Regions from separate parts of the Mus musculus genome. Here region 2 is linked to region 1. Evidence: chromatin contacts called from public promoter capture Hi-C data. All regions are on one chromosome and are shown on one strand. The core of a region is the stretch at or near the end of the contact, and the rest is flanking DNA. Distances in the headings are between cores, read along the strand shown. Region 1 holds the start of Amer2 (APC membrane recruitment 2). Region 2 holds the start of Mipep (mitochondrial intermediate peptidase).

Region 1 (5,976 bases), core at 1,700-4,199:
CATAGGCAAGAGTGGACAAGAGCAGAGGCTGGGTGGGATCCAGACTGGCTAACTAGTCTGCAGGTGGCAAGTGCTAGTCCGAACTCAGGAATCACATCCCCAGATCGCCCCAGTTAAATACTTTAAAGGCTCAAGGCCAGTTGCTCTCCCATCCTAAATGCTGTGACCTGTAGTGTCGTCCTCCCCCCAGGAGCAGCCACACAGGGACCTTGAGGGAACCCTTCAACCAGCCCTTTGTAGGCAGTGCTCTGTGTGGGGTTCACCTGATGGAAGATTCCACTTAGTGGAAGATTCTACCTAGCAAGCTTAGGACAGAGGCAGGGCTAGGCGATGTAGAAGACATTAAGATTTCAGCAATACTGGTGCTAGATCTCGAAGGTGTTTTCCTCAGTCTTTTTCTTGTTGTGAATGTCCTCTAGTACCAACTCAATAATGAATCTCCCCTGGTCCCACAAGCAGGAAGCTGACATGGGTTTTCCAGAAAAGTCTGCTGCTCACCCTTTTGTAGAGACCCTCATTAGTTCTGGAGCCGGTCAACCGCTGGATGTTCCCCCCAGCGCCCCTATTTATTCTCTCCAACTTTCACTCTCTAAATCAAGCCTCCACAGAGGAGAAAGAATACAAGGAGACACAGTAACAGACTGAGGTGCCTCTAGTTAAATCACCTTGAATGTCTTGCTTGTCCTTAGAAGAATGCTTCTGTTTGTACAAATATAATCTCTACTTGCCCCATTTTGCAGAGGTGGTGAGGAGGAGGTTTGATTCTAGGGCCTTGGGCAAACTAGAAAATGGTCTAATTCTTTGTTATATCCCAGCTCTTTTTTACTTCATGTTGAGACAGGGTCTTATTGCATCACCCAGGCTGCTCTTGACTCCTCTCCATAGCCTAGTTGGGCCTTCAACTTTGAATTCTTCTGCCTCAGACTCCCATGCAGCTGAGCTTCCAGGTTTGCACCGCCAGGCCTGGCTGTTGCCCCACCTCTTAGCTGGGAAGAACAACTCGCCTTGATTCATACCGCTGGACTTTCACTTCAGCCTGACACTCAACAGCAGGCCTTTAGCTCTACCCATCAGCCATCCTGCTGCTCTGGCCCTCTTCCTGACCTGTGCAGTCCTTTTGATGAAGTCCTTGGAAACTGCTCTCTCTCACATGGGAGAGGAAGTTGGGAGTCCACACTCAGTCTACAGCTCACCTTGCTCACCTTGCCTGTGGTCTGCAGTGGGTTAGCAGAAGACTCTAAGTGTCCTGCTTCCTTCCTCCGCAGGGGCATGGCTCGCCACCAAGGAGCCTTCCCTACACTGAAAGCTGCTTTGTCTTTCTCTTTGAGTATCTATGTCCCAAAGGAATGGTAGCAATCCCATGTTCCTTGATCAGTTTTCTCTCTGGGGATTCAAGAATTCTTATGTAGATGAATTACTTTTGGCCTATCTTGGTAGATGGCAGTGCTCTACTGGTTAAGCAGGCCACCTACTCCAGCTCTTAGACTTCGAGACTTGTGGTTTTTCTAGACTGTTCCTCCCAATTGTGGTCTAAAGCAATTTCAGACTGGCATGGTTACATATATAGTAACACACTTTCTAGCCAGCATGGTGTGTTGATGTGTGTGTGTGTGTGTGTGTGTGTGTGTGTAAAGAACTGAGACAGACTTCCAATTGTCCTCCAAAAGCTTTCAAAGAAATAACAAGTGACTTTCTCTTTATAGTTCTTCATGTCTAATCTTTTGCAGGGCAAACGGGACTCTGTTCCATCATGTCACATGATCAATTAGAGCTTCAGGAAGTGGGCCAGTGAGAGGGCTCAGTAGGTGAGGATTCTTGCCCCCAAGTTTGATAACTGATCCTTAGGACCCACAAGGTAGAAGATGAAAACTTCCACAGGTTGTCCTCTGCTGTGGTACGTGTGTGCCCAGACACATAACACACAATACACACATACAAAAGAAGTAAATATTTTGAAAAGAAAACTCATTTTTTTTTAAAAGTCTGTTGTTGTATATTCTGTCCATAAAGAGTCCTGTTAGTAGGTGGAAAGAGCTGGTGGGGTTTGAACTCTGAAAACAGAAAGGTCCTTTGATTCCAGTCTCAGTTTAGAGCCGTTTTTTCATTGAGATGAGAAAGAGCAACATGACTGCTCAACTCCATGGTCTAACTGTGAACCCTGGAGGCTGCCTTGGCCAACAACTGAATCTGCAGTTCAGTATAAGTACAGTATATAAGTAACTCTGAATCTGCAAAATATAAGTAACTTGTGGAAAATAAATTCAAGAGAAGCAGGAAAGACTGGTGTTTGTATGTAAATAGTATATACAATCAAATAATCACTATATATAATCAATATTTTTAAAATAGGGTTATTAAGGATTATAAAACATGAATCTTTTCCAAATCCTTCCCTATTTTGCTGGCAAGCCCTTGGTTAGGAAAAGCTACAATGTTAGCAGTTGTCTTCAAAGTCAGAACACAGAAACCTTACCCACACAGGTTGTTCTCTGGAACCCAGTTCCCTTTGCCTCTAGACCAGTGGGGTCAGAAGCAACCACAGGGACGACCTCTGACCCCTGTCTGGTTTTCCCCCCTGTCCTATTGGGAAAGACAGCGAGTGGGGTCCTTGGGTGTTCTTAGACAGGGGTAGGCTGGGCACAACAGAGAGAGGTATACTTACCATACCCCTGAATGAAAGAGGAAGACTGAGCCCAGGCCTCTAAGACCCACCTGCAGAGGGATCAGAATTCTCCAACCTAAGTTCTCAGTGTGCTCAGTCTATTGTGACCAATTGGTGGCTTCTGTGACTTAAGCCCCATGTCACTGGGGTGGGGGATAAAAGCTTTGTGGTCTCCCAAAGGACCAGCGAACCCTAGGGGACTGTTGCACTTTCGTTGCTGAGAGCTGCTAATTGGTATTTGACTGACGGCTGTTGCTTCTGTAACAGGAAATCAGAGCCACATGATCAGAATACAGCATCAACCTGAAGAGGACTACATTCGGCACTGGACCAGACGCAGGCGTGAACAGATTGGCATGGTGCCTCTTGGGCTTAGTACCCACACGCTAAGACCTATGTGAAGGACCGGAGAAAGATAGGAGGCTGCATGAAGTCCAAAACAGATGATAAAGGAAAAGGCATTGTTCTTTGTGGACATGGGGGACGCATGTGTTAATTTTTGAAGCTGCGATCCTAGGAAAAGCTGGGCTAGAGGAAGAAGAACCTGAGGTGGTGAGAATCAACGCACTGGGATCCAAAGCCCATAATTATGAATTTCATTTTTTTCTTTCGCCTCGAGGCTGCGATGAAGGCTCTTGCTACACAAAAACCTATGTGGCACCCAGGATATTATATAAGCCCTTGGCAGGAGGGGAGATAGTCCGGTTTGTGCGCTTCAGCCGCCGCAGTTGCAGTAGCCACAGCGCAGCAGCGAGAGCCGCTCAGGTTGATTTAGAACGCGGGTGACAGTGGCCTGGCGCGAGCCTACGGCTGACGACAGCGGCTGATCCCACTCGGTTTCCATGGAGACGGGCAGGAGCCGCGGCGGCGGCGCGGCTGTCAGCGAGCGCGGCGGCGGCGCGCGCGCGGGGGTCTGCGGGAGGCAGGAGCAGGCCGGGGCCCTCGCTGCAGACATGGACTCGCATTGTGAGTGCGCCGCGGAGACGCCCGCCGCAGAGCCGCCGTCGGGGAAGATCAATAAGGCTGCGTTCAAGTTATTCAAGAAAAGGAAATCGGGGGGCACCATGCCCAGCATTTTTGGGGTCAAAAACAAAGGGGATGGGAAGAGCTCGGGGCCGACGGGAATGGTGAGAAGCAGGACCCACGACGGACTAGCCGAGGTGTTGGTGCTGGAGGGCAGCAAGAAGGAGGAGCCGCCTGGCGGGAGCGATCACAGCGGGGCCCGGCCGATCCCCGGACCCCCCAAACCCTCCGGGCCTGGCCTGGGCTCCCTGGCCAGCAGCTCGGTGGCCAAGTCCCACAGCTTCTTCTCCCTGCTGAAAAAGAACGGGCGATCGGAGACCGGCAAGGGAGACCATGCCGAGGCGAGCAAGGCTGGCGGCAAACAAAAGAGGGGGCTGAAAGGGATCTTCAGCAGCATGCGCTGGCACCGGAGGGACAAGCGCGGCAAGGAGGAGGAGGAGAAGGCGGTGCGCGCGGCGGGCCCGGGCAACCTGGTTCTGCCCGGTTCGCTCACCGCCAGCCTGGAGTGCGTCAAGGAGGAGCCGCCCCGAGCCGCGCGCCGCCCGGACAGCCCGGGCCAGGACGCCTCGCGACACGCAGCAGGTGAGCCCGCAGGGGGAGAGCAGGCGCCCGCGTCCGCCGAGAGCGCCCCGGAGCGGATCTGCCTCGAGGCCGGGAGCCCCACCGGCTCTGGCGATCAAAGCTCCCGGGGAGAGGACGCCGAGGGGCATCGGCGCGAGGAGAAGCCCGGGGCAGCCCTCGAGTCGGGAGCCGGTGAGGTCCAGGCGGCCGAGGATGCGTCCAAGACAGGTGACGTTCCGATAAAGACCGTCCCCCTTGTCGACTCCGAAGGTGGCAGCGGCCGGGCGTCTGCTGTCCCTGACCCTTCCTCTGTTGATCCACCCTCAGACCCGTCGGCAGATCGTATTTGTTTGATGTTTTCTGACGTGACTTCACTGAAAAGCTTTGACTCTCTTACAGGCTGTGGAGATATTATTGCAGACCCAGAAGAAGAGGCAGGCCCCAGCTGTGACAAGCATGTCCCCGGGCCAGGCAAGCCAGTTCTCTCTAAAAAGAACGCCAGCGTGGTGGCCTACCAAGGAGGAGGGGAGGAGATGGCCAGCCCGGATCAGGTGGACGACACCTATCTCCCGGAATTCTGGGACATGTTGTCCCAGACTGAGGACCAAGGACAAGGAACTCAAGAAGGCGCAGCGAAGGCAGCCACTGCTTCCGACATCAAGTTGGCCCCTGAGACCTCCAGTGATACCCGGTGTGGGGAAGCAGCCAAGGACATGTCCTCGGTCAAGCGCAGGAGGCTCCACAGAATTCCCATTGAGTCCCAGCAGAAGGAGGAGCCCAAACATCCGGAGAAGGAGCATCAAGAAGGTGTTCCTAACAGCGATGAGGGCTACTGGGACTCCACCACCCCTGGCCCAGAAGAAGAGAGCATCAGCAACAGCAGCAGCAGCAAGAAGGTGGTCATCCCCAGGGATAGCGACAGTGGCGATGCTCTCTGCGATCTCTACGTTGAACCTGAAGCAAGCCCAGCCACCCTTCCTGCCACAGAGGACCCACCCTGCTTGTCCCGGCTAAAGCCGGTGTCTCCAGGCACCATCACGTGTCCTCTGAGAACACCGGGCAGCTTGCTGAAGGACTCTAAAATCCCTATTAGCATCAAGCATCTCTCCAACCTTCCGTCCAGCCATCCGGTGGTGCACCAGCAACCAGCCAGGAGTGAGGTGCCCAGAACAAAAATCCCTGTTTCCAAAGTGCTGGTCCGTAGGGTCAGCAACCGGGGCTTGGCTGGGACCACCATCAGGGCAGCAGCATGCCATGACAGTGCCAAAAAGTTGTGAGGTCCCCAAGGCCAAGGAGGATGGATGGGCCATATGTTAAGGAATACAACTTTCCCCTGGAAACCACTGAAGGAAGTTCGCTTTCTCCAAAGCAAATCATTTAGGACCCACCCTTCTCCATATGGCCTAGAAGTCTTTGTTGGAGACAGGGGCAGGACACCCTGGAAGGGGGATGTTACACCTGGAGTTCAGATAAGTTTCTGAGAATTCTTTTCTAGCGCCTTCCCTTTTCTTTTAACCTTTACAGAAGATCTGGGCTTCCTTCTCCTCCTCTTCCTCCTCTTCCTCCTCCTCCTCCTCCTCCTCCTTCTCCTCCTTCTTCCTTAATTCATGGATCATTCAGAAGTCACCTTTCTTTGCCTTTGCAGAAAATAAGATTTAACCAAATCTAACAAAAAAAAAAAAAAATCCCACCAGGATATCAGGCTGTTCTAGATTCAAGAGGGCCTTGCG
Region 2 (5,976 bases), core at 2,133-4,632, 410 kb after region 1:
TTTATTCCATTTCATGATGAGCAGCTTTAAGCTGATGTCAGTGAGACACCCCAGGAGGCTTCAGATACTTTATTTTCTAACATGTGTGTCTATGCTACACAGTTCAATGAATAGTTGGGCTGAATCTATAATAACTTTCTCGGACTTCCATAATCAAGGTGGATGGCTTAAAACGTCAGAATGCATCCTGTCATGGCTCTGGAAGCAGAAGTGCAAGGTCCCCATGTCAGCAAGACTGAGACTAAGTCCCTGAAGGAAGGTTCTTCCTTGACACAGCTTCTAGTAGCCCCTGGAGTCCCTTGGTTTGAAGTGCGTCACTTCAGTGTCTCTGCCTGTAGCTCTGCATTGGTTTCCTTCTGTAACAGCACATGCCCAAATTTTCCTCTTCTAATGAGGAGTACACCAGTCATTTTGGATTCAGATCCATCCCAATATGATTGTATCTGTAAAGACACTACCCCAAATAAGGTCTGATTTGCAGGTATCAGAGCTTGGTACTTTTACTTAACTTTTTTTTTTTTTTTTTCGAGACAGGGTTTCTCTGTATAGCCCTGGCTGTCCTGGAACTCACTCTGTAGACCAGGCTGGCCTCAAACTCAGAAATCTGCCTGCCTCTGCCTCCCGAGTGCTGGGATTAAAGGTGTGTGCCATCACCGCCCAGCAGAGCTTGGTACTTTAAAAATGTCTTATAGGGAGACACAATTCTACCCACAATAGTCTGTCCTCTAGACTTGCCTCCAGGTTGATGTCCTTCCTATGTCCTATCAGTCAACAGACCTGCCCTAACATACAAAATTCCAGCATTATCATTTATGCCTAAAAAAATCATCCTTGAAGTCATTTAAATCAGCAACAAGAGGGACCTGTTGTGTGGGACATCTGGGAAGAATCTAGCGAGATGGAAATCTTTAGTCCGGCAAGTTATTTGCTTTCAAAGTACAGTGTTAGGTTAGACATAAGATGCCCATTAAAGGGAGACAGGAGAGGCAAAAAGGGCCCAGGAGTTTCAAGCCAGTCTGAAACCCAGCAGGGAAAACCCCAGTATTTGAAATGGTCAGTCTTGCCACAACGCTGTACTTCCTTATGCGATCTCACTGCGGGACTCTTAGGGAGTGTTTCAGGCAGATTTTCTTCCGGCCCACCTGGGTACCTGGCAGTGATGGTGAATTGTCCACACGTATCCGAAACTCAGATGCTCACTGGAATGAACATGCTTTTACAGGTGGTTTCCAAACCCTGGCTGTGATGGCTAGCTAATCTTCACTGTCAACATGGCCAATATTAGAAGCGCCTTTGAGACACCCCTCTGGTCATTACTGTGAGAGCTTTTCCAGAAAGGTTCAGTTAAAGAGAGATGGACCTGTCCTGAAAGAGAGTGGTACTGTTCCAGGGGCTGGGGTCCAGACTGGAGAGAAAGGAACACAGGAAGTGCTAAACTAAGTACCAGCACTGAACTCTCTCTGCTTCCATCCACCCCACTGTGAGGGGAACTCATGCTATCACCACTCTAAGCTACTCCTGTGTCCTCTCTCCCTCCCTCCCCCGCCTCTCTCCCTCCCTCCCCCGCCTCTCTCCCTCCCTCCCCCGCCTCTCTCCCTCCCTCCCCCGCCTCTCTCCCTCCCTCCCCCGCCTCTCTCCCTCCCTCCCCCACCTTTTTCCCTCCCTCCCCCGCCTTTTTCCCTCCCCCGCCTTTTTTTTTTTTTCCCTCCCTCCCCCCCCCCCCCCCCCCCCGCCTCTCTCTCTGTGTCCTCTCAACCCCACCTCCCAAAGGCTGGGATACCACAGTCCCTTTTCTGTCTACTGCCCCCCCCCTTCTACCCAGAACAATCTCTCAAGGAAAAATCGAATTTCTCATAATGAAACCCTTCCTTCTAGGCATGGTGGCTCCTGCCTGGAATCCCAGCACCCAGGAGGATGCTGAGGCAAGACTGCCAGTTTGAGCTCAGACTGGGATACATGGTGAGTTACAGCCTGGAACACGGAGTGAGAGCCTGTCTGCAAACCAGTCAAACACACACAAAACCTTCAAAATGTTCATTTCTCCCCTACCAAGGTCTATAAAGCAGATATGACTGCCACCCCTCACGTCACCTTCTGCAGGAGAGATGACTGCACCTTCAAAAGAAAGCTCTGCTTCCGGCAGGACCCTACACCCTGAACCACGGTGGTGTGGCTGTCCTTCCTCTGGAGAAGGCTAGGGGTGTAGAAAGACTTCCCCAAGCTTTCCCAAGTCTGCACTGTCATTTCTACTTTCCCGGGCACTCGACCACAATTTCCCAATGCCCTCCCTCCCAGCCTCTGCCTTCCTTTCATTTTCGCAGTAGGACATTTCACATTAGTCCTGTCTGTACTGATTTAGATTTTAGACTATCGTGATGAGACACTGGGAGTTAGATCGACTCCCTGGTGGGCAGGCAGAGAGAAAGGGGGGGGGGGACCATGGCTAGGTGATGATGGTGGTGAATCTCCAAGATGCCCAGCTTCTTCCTCAACCTACCGTTTTCCTCTCCCACCACCAGACCCCATTGCTGATGGACCTGCTCAATGAAGTCAAGACTGGGTCAGGACATGTCACACAACAGTTCTGGGCCAACCAACCACCCTAGATTTCTTCAAACTCTCCAGCCCTAAATTAGGAGCAGAAGGCTCTGCAGAGGCTTAAAATAATAATAATAATAATAATAATAATAATAATAATAATAAACCCAGCCCCTGAGAGGAGTCTCTCTCTCTCTCTCTCCCTCTTTTTCTCTCTCTCCAGCTTTCTGAGTCCCCTTTGCAGAGAGTCTTTTTCTGTGTGCCTGTTGCAGGAAACACACACCTCACTCACCTTCCTTCTACTCCTAATTCTGTCCACGATGCTTAAGATTTCTCTGCTGCTCCATGCTGGTCTTCAGATTTTTCCTGCCTTTTAATTCTTCGGCTGGCAGAAACAACAAACCTGACCAAGACTCCTAGACTATATCATTCCAAAACCCTTAGACCGTATCAATAGTTTCCAAAGTCAAAATAGATGATAATTCTCCAATAGTTAATTCACATGGCTATACACAACCATAGCTGGTGGGCATGCAGACATGGAAGTGACTTCAACAACTTTTGGAGAAGACAGGTGCCTTGGATTTCGACTGCTTGTGGTTTCTTCTGGATCCTTTCACGCGCCGCCATTGAGTCTCCTCTGAGAATCAAGAAAGCATCAAGAAAGCATCTTGAGTTCTCACATTCATTCCTGGCACCTGTAAAAAGTTCCAATGCCTGACCCGACTTCCTTCTCCCTGTGCCCTAGTACCACTGTCAAACTCAAATCCAGGACGTTTCTTCCTCCAGACACACGAGGGCGCTACGAAACTGGAGCTGCTCAGAAGGCGTGGAGGGCGACGCTCTTCCTAACGATTGTTAGCGTGCTCAAGTCCGGGTCTGCCCTGCGAGTTCCGCGGCGTGGGCTGCTGCCTTGGAAACGCGGGGCGCGCGCTTCCCGAGCCTGGCAGAGCCGGGGTCCGGAGGATGCTGCTGGCGGCCGGGGCACGGTACGCCCGCCGGCTGTGCGGCCGGGGAGCCGCGGCGGCTCTGCAGGGACGCACAGGCCGGAGCTGCGCCCGGGACGTCAGTACTAGCTGGTCCCCGGTGGGCGCCGCCTTCAACGTCAAGCCCCAGAGCCACCTATGGAACCTGTTGGGGGAGCGCCGGGTGAGCGTGCCGTGGGTCTGGGCAGCGCGGGCTCCGCGTCTGGCTGAAAAGGGACTGTGCCGGGATAAGCGCACCCCGGAGCGGCTGACCCAGCGGCAACTCAGCCTTTCCTCTACTCAAGCTCCATTCTTTTCCTTCTGGCTTCAGAGTTCACATTTGCCCTTGGCTTTGTAACGACACTCTTGCTTTGAAAACTCCATCACACCTTAATTGTCCACTTCAGGCTGCTCTGAAACAACCTGTTAAACTAGGCATAGTGGCTCTTGTAAGACAGTCTTGATAGGTAGAGGCAAGAGGGTACAAAAGACAGTCCTTTGGGCTCCGAACTGACTTTGAGACTAGCCTGAGTTGCTTAAGAACCGGCGGTAAAACAGAAAGCACCTACAGAACCCTACTGAGAAAAATCAGATTTCCTGTCGTGCTTTGTAGTTTATTGCATAGCCTACGAAGTCATCAGAATTGCTTGGCTATTTCTACTCTGCCCTTGGTGGTGTTGGACACTTGATAATGAATGAGGAAAAGGCAGGAAGACTGAGGAAAGATTTTTGTCCTAAAACAATGATTTTTCAACCCTTCTAATGCTGTGACTCTTTAATACAGTTCCTCCCGATGCGGTGACCTCAAACCATAAGATTATTTTGTTGCTATTTCACAACTAATTGTGCTACTGTTATGAATTATAAACATCTGATATATGAACCCCCAGGTGGGTTCTAAAAGTGTTTTTTTATTTTTTTATCTTTTCACTGTTGGGCAGCTTTCTAAAGACAAGTCTGGGATATAGCTTCATTGTACTTCATGGCATATCTCTGTGTTTAACTTTGTCTATTTGAAAGTTCTTTCTTATTATATAAATTTTCCTCCAAAACCCATAAAGGTCGATGATGCTGGTATTAGTGGAGTTGGTGTTGGAAGTGCCTTTTAGCAGAAAGATAAGCTTGGTTTTGGGTGGATGAAATAGAACTGATTTCACCTGTATTTTAAACCATTGTTTAGTGTGTGTGTGTGTGTGTGTGTGTGTGTGTGTGAATGCATGCAGGTCTGGAAGGCGCAGGCCAGAGGACAGCCTTTCCGGATCTGTAACCTTCAACCTTTTGGAGGTGGAGTCTCTCTTGGTTTTGCTATTGGACTGAATACTCAGGTTATCGTTCCTGCTCCTATTTGGTTCTTGAGCTTCTGGGCTGTTTTCTTGTTTCTATCTTGATGTAGGAGGACTGCTGGGATTATAGTTGCATGCCACAAACATTTGACTTTCAAGCTTTTTTTATTTTTTTATTTTATGTGTTTTGCCCAAATATATGTAAATTCACCACATGCGCAGTGTCCGTGCAGGCGAAAAGAGGGTGTTCTATCCCCTGCAACTGAAGTTGTAAACAGGTGGTAAACTACCATATAAGATGCTGGGAATAGAACCCCGGTCCTCTGCAAGAGCAGTAACCACTGGGCCATCTCTCCAGCCCTTCTTCCCAAGTTGTTTTTAATTATGTTTTTGTTTGTTTGTGTGTATAGGTGCCTGTATGTCCATATGCCTGGCTTTTAGGACTTGGGATGCATAGATGAGAAGATCTGAAGTTCCAGACTCAGTCACAGGAAACAAAAAGAATTTTAAAGCGTATTTCCATATCCGTAAAAGGGGAATGTACTCCCGGTTCTAGAACTGTGTGATTTAGCTGAGAGAATCTGTGTAAAGTACATGGCACACTTTGGCCTGCGTTATATTAAGCATCAGCTTTCTCAGGGCGCCAGGATTGGTGCTCCAGCTGCTGTTCAAAGATGGTCATTCGCATTAGATTAGTGATTTTATTTTTCTTTATTAAAATACTGGAGTTCCTTAGTTTCAGCCAGTGACTGGGTTTGGTATGTTACGTCTCCTTGTGGGTTATTGGTATTGTGGGTTGGTATTATGTGTGGAGACCTCGCTGTATGTGAGGCACTCATACATACTGTCTGCTTTAGTATGTTTCTGTGCTGACAGGTATACTGCCAGCCTCAGATACTTGATGAGAAAACTGAAGCCCGGGAGGAATGATCAAGTGACCAAGGTTGTGAACTAATTATAGCTGTCATTAACATCTGTTAAGTGCTGTCTGTGTGCCGGGCACTGTTAGAAATTTTGTTGAACTTTTGAATCTTCATTTAGTCTTCCCAGCCTTTTTCTCACGGAGACATGGTGATGACAGCTGAACCCACACCATTCATTTACTTTTGAAAAGTAGGGAAAGCTTGAAGGAGACATATAGTTTCAAAACATTTTAGGGTTATTTTGTGTAGCATGACAGAGAAATAGTG

Evidence for each region. Promoter capture Hi-C pulls out the DNA fragments that hold promoters and counts their contacts.
Region 2: a contact with region 1 is called in a promoter capture Hi-C map of liver, with 2.5 times the contacts expected there. The contact joins the promoter of Mipep here to the promoter of Amer2 in region 1. A contact is called at or near these places in 6 of 39 promoter capture datasets (cranial neural crest, embryonic stem cells, hippocampal neurons and 3 more), 1 of 484 Hi-C or Micro-C datasets (Sertoli cells) and 2 of 9 other capture datasets (embryonic stem cells and pancreatic islet).

The regions. Positions count from the first base shown.
Region 1 is chr14:60,374,743-60,380,718 of GRCm38.p6, forward strand. It overlaps Amer2 (APC membrane recruitment 2), which reads left to right and starts at 2,950. Exons shown (of 1, transcript NM_028113.4): 1 at 2,950-5,976. The coding sequence starts at 3,505. The coding sequence ends at 5,523.
Region 2 is chr14:60,781,184-60,787,159 of GRCm38.p6, forward strand. Mipep (mitochondrial intermediate peptidase) reads left to right here and starts at 3,383. Exons shown (of 19, transcript NM_027436.3): 1 at 3,383-3,687. The coding sequence starts at 3,505. It overlaps Mipepos (a long non-coding RNA gene), which reads right to left and starts at 3,366. Exons shown (of 3, transcript XR_001781278.2): 1 at 3,290-3,366; 2 at 2,831-3,178.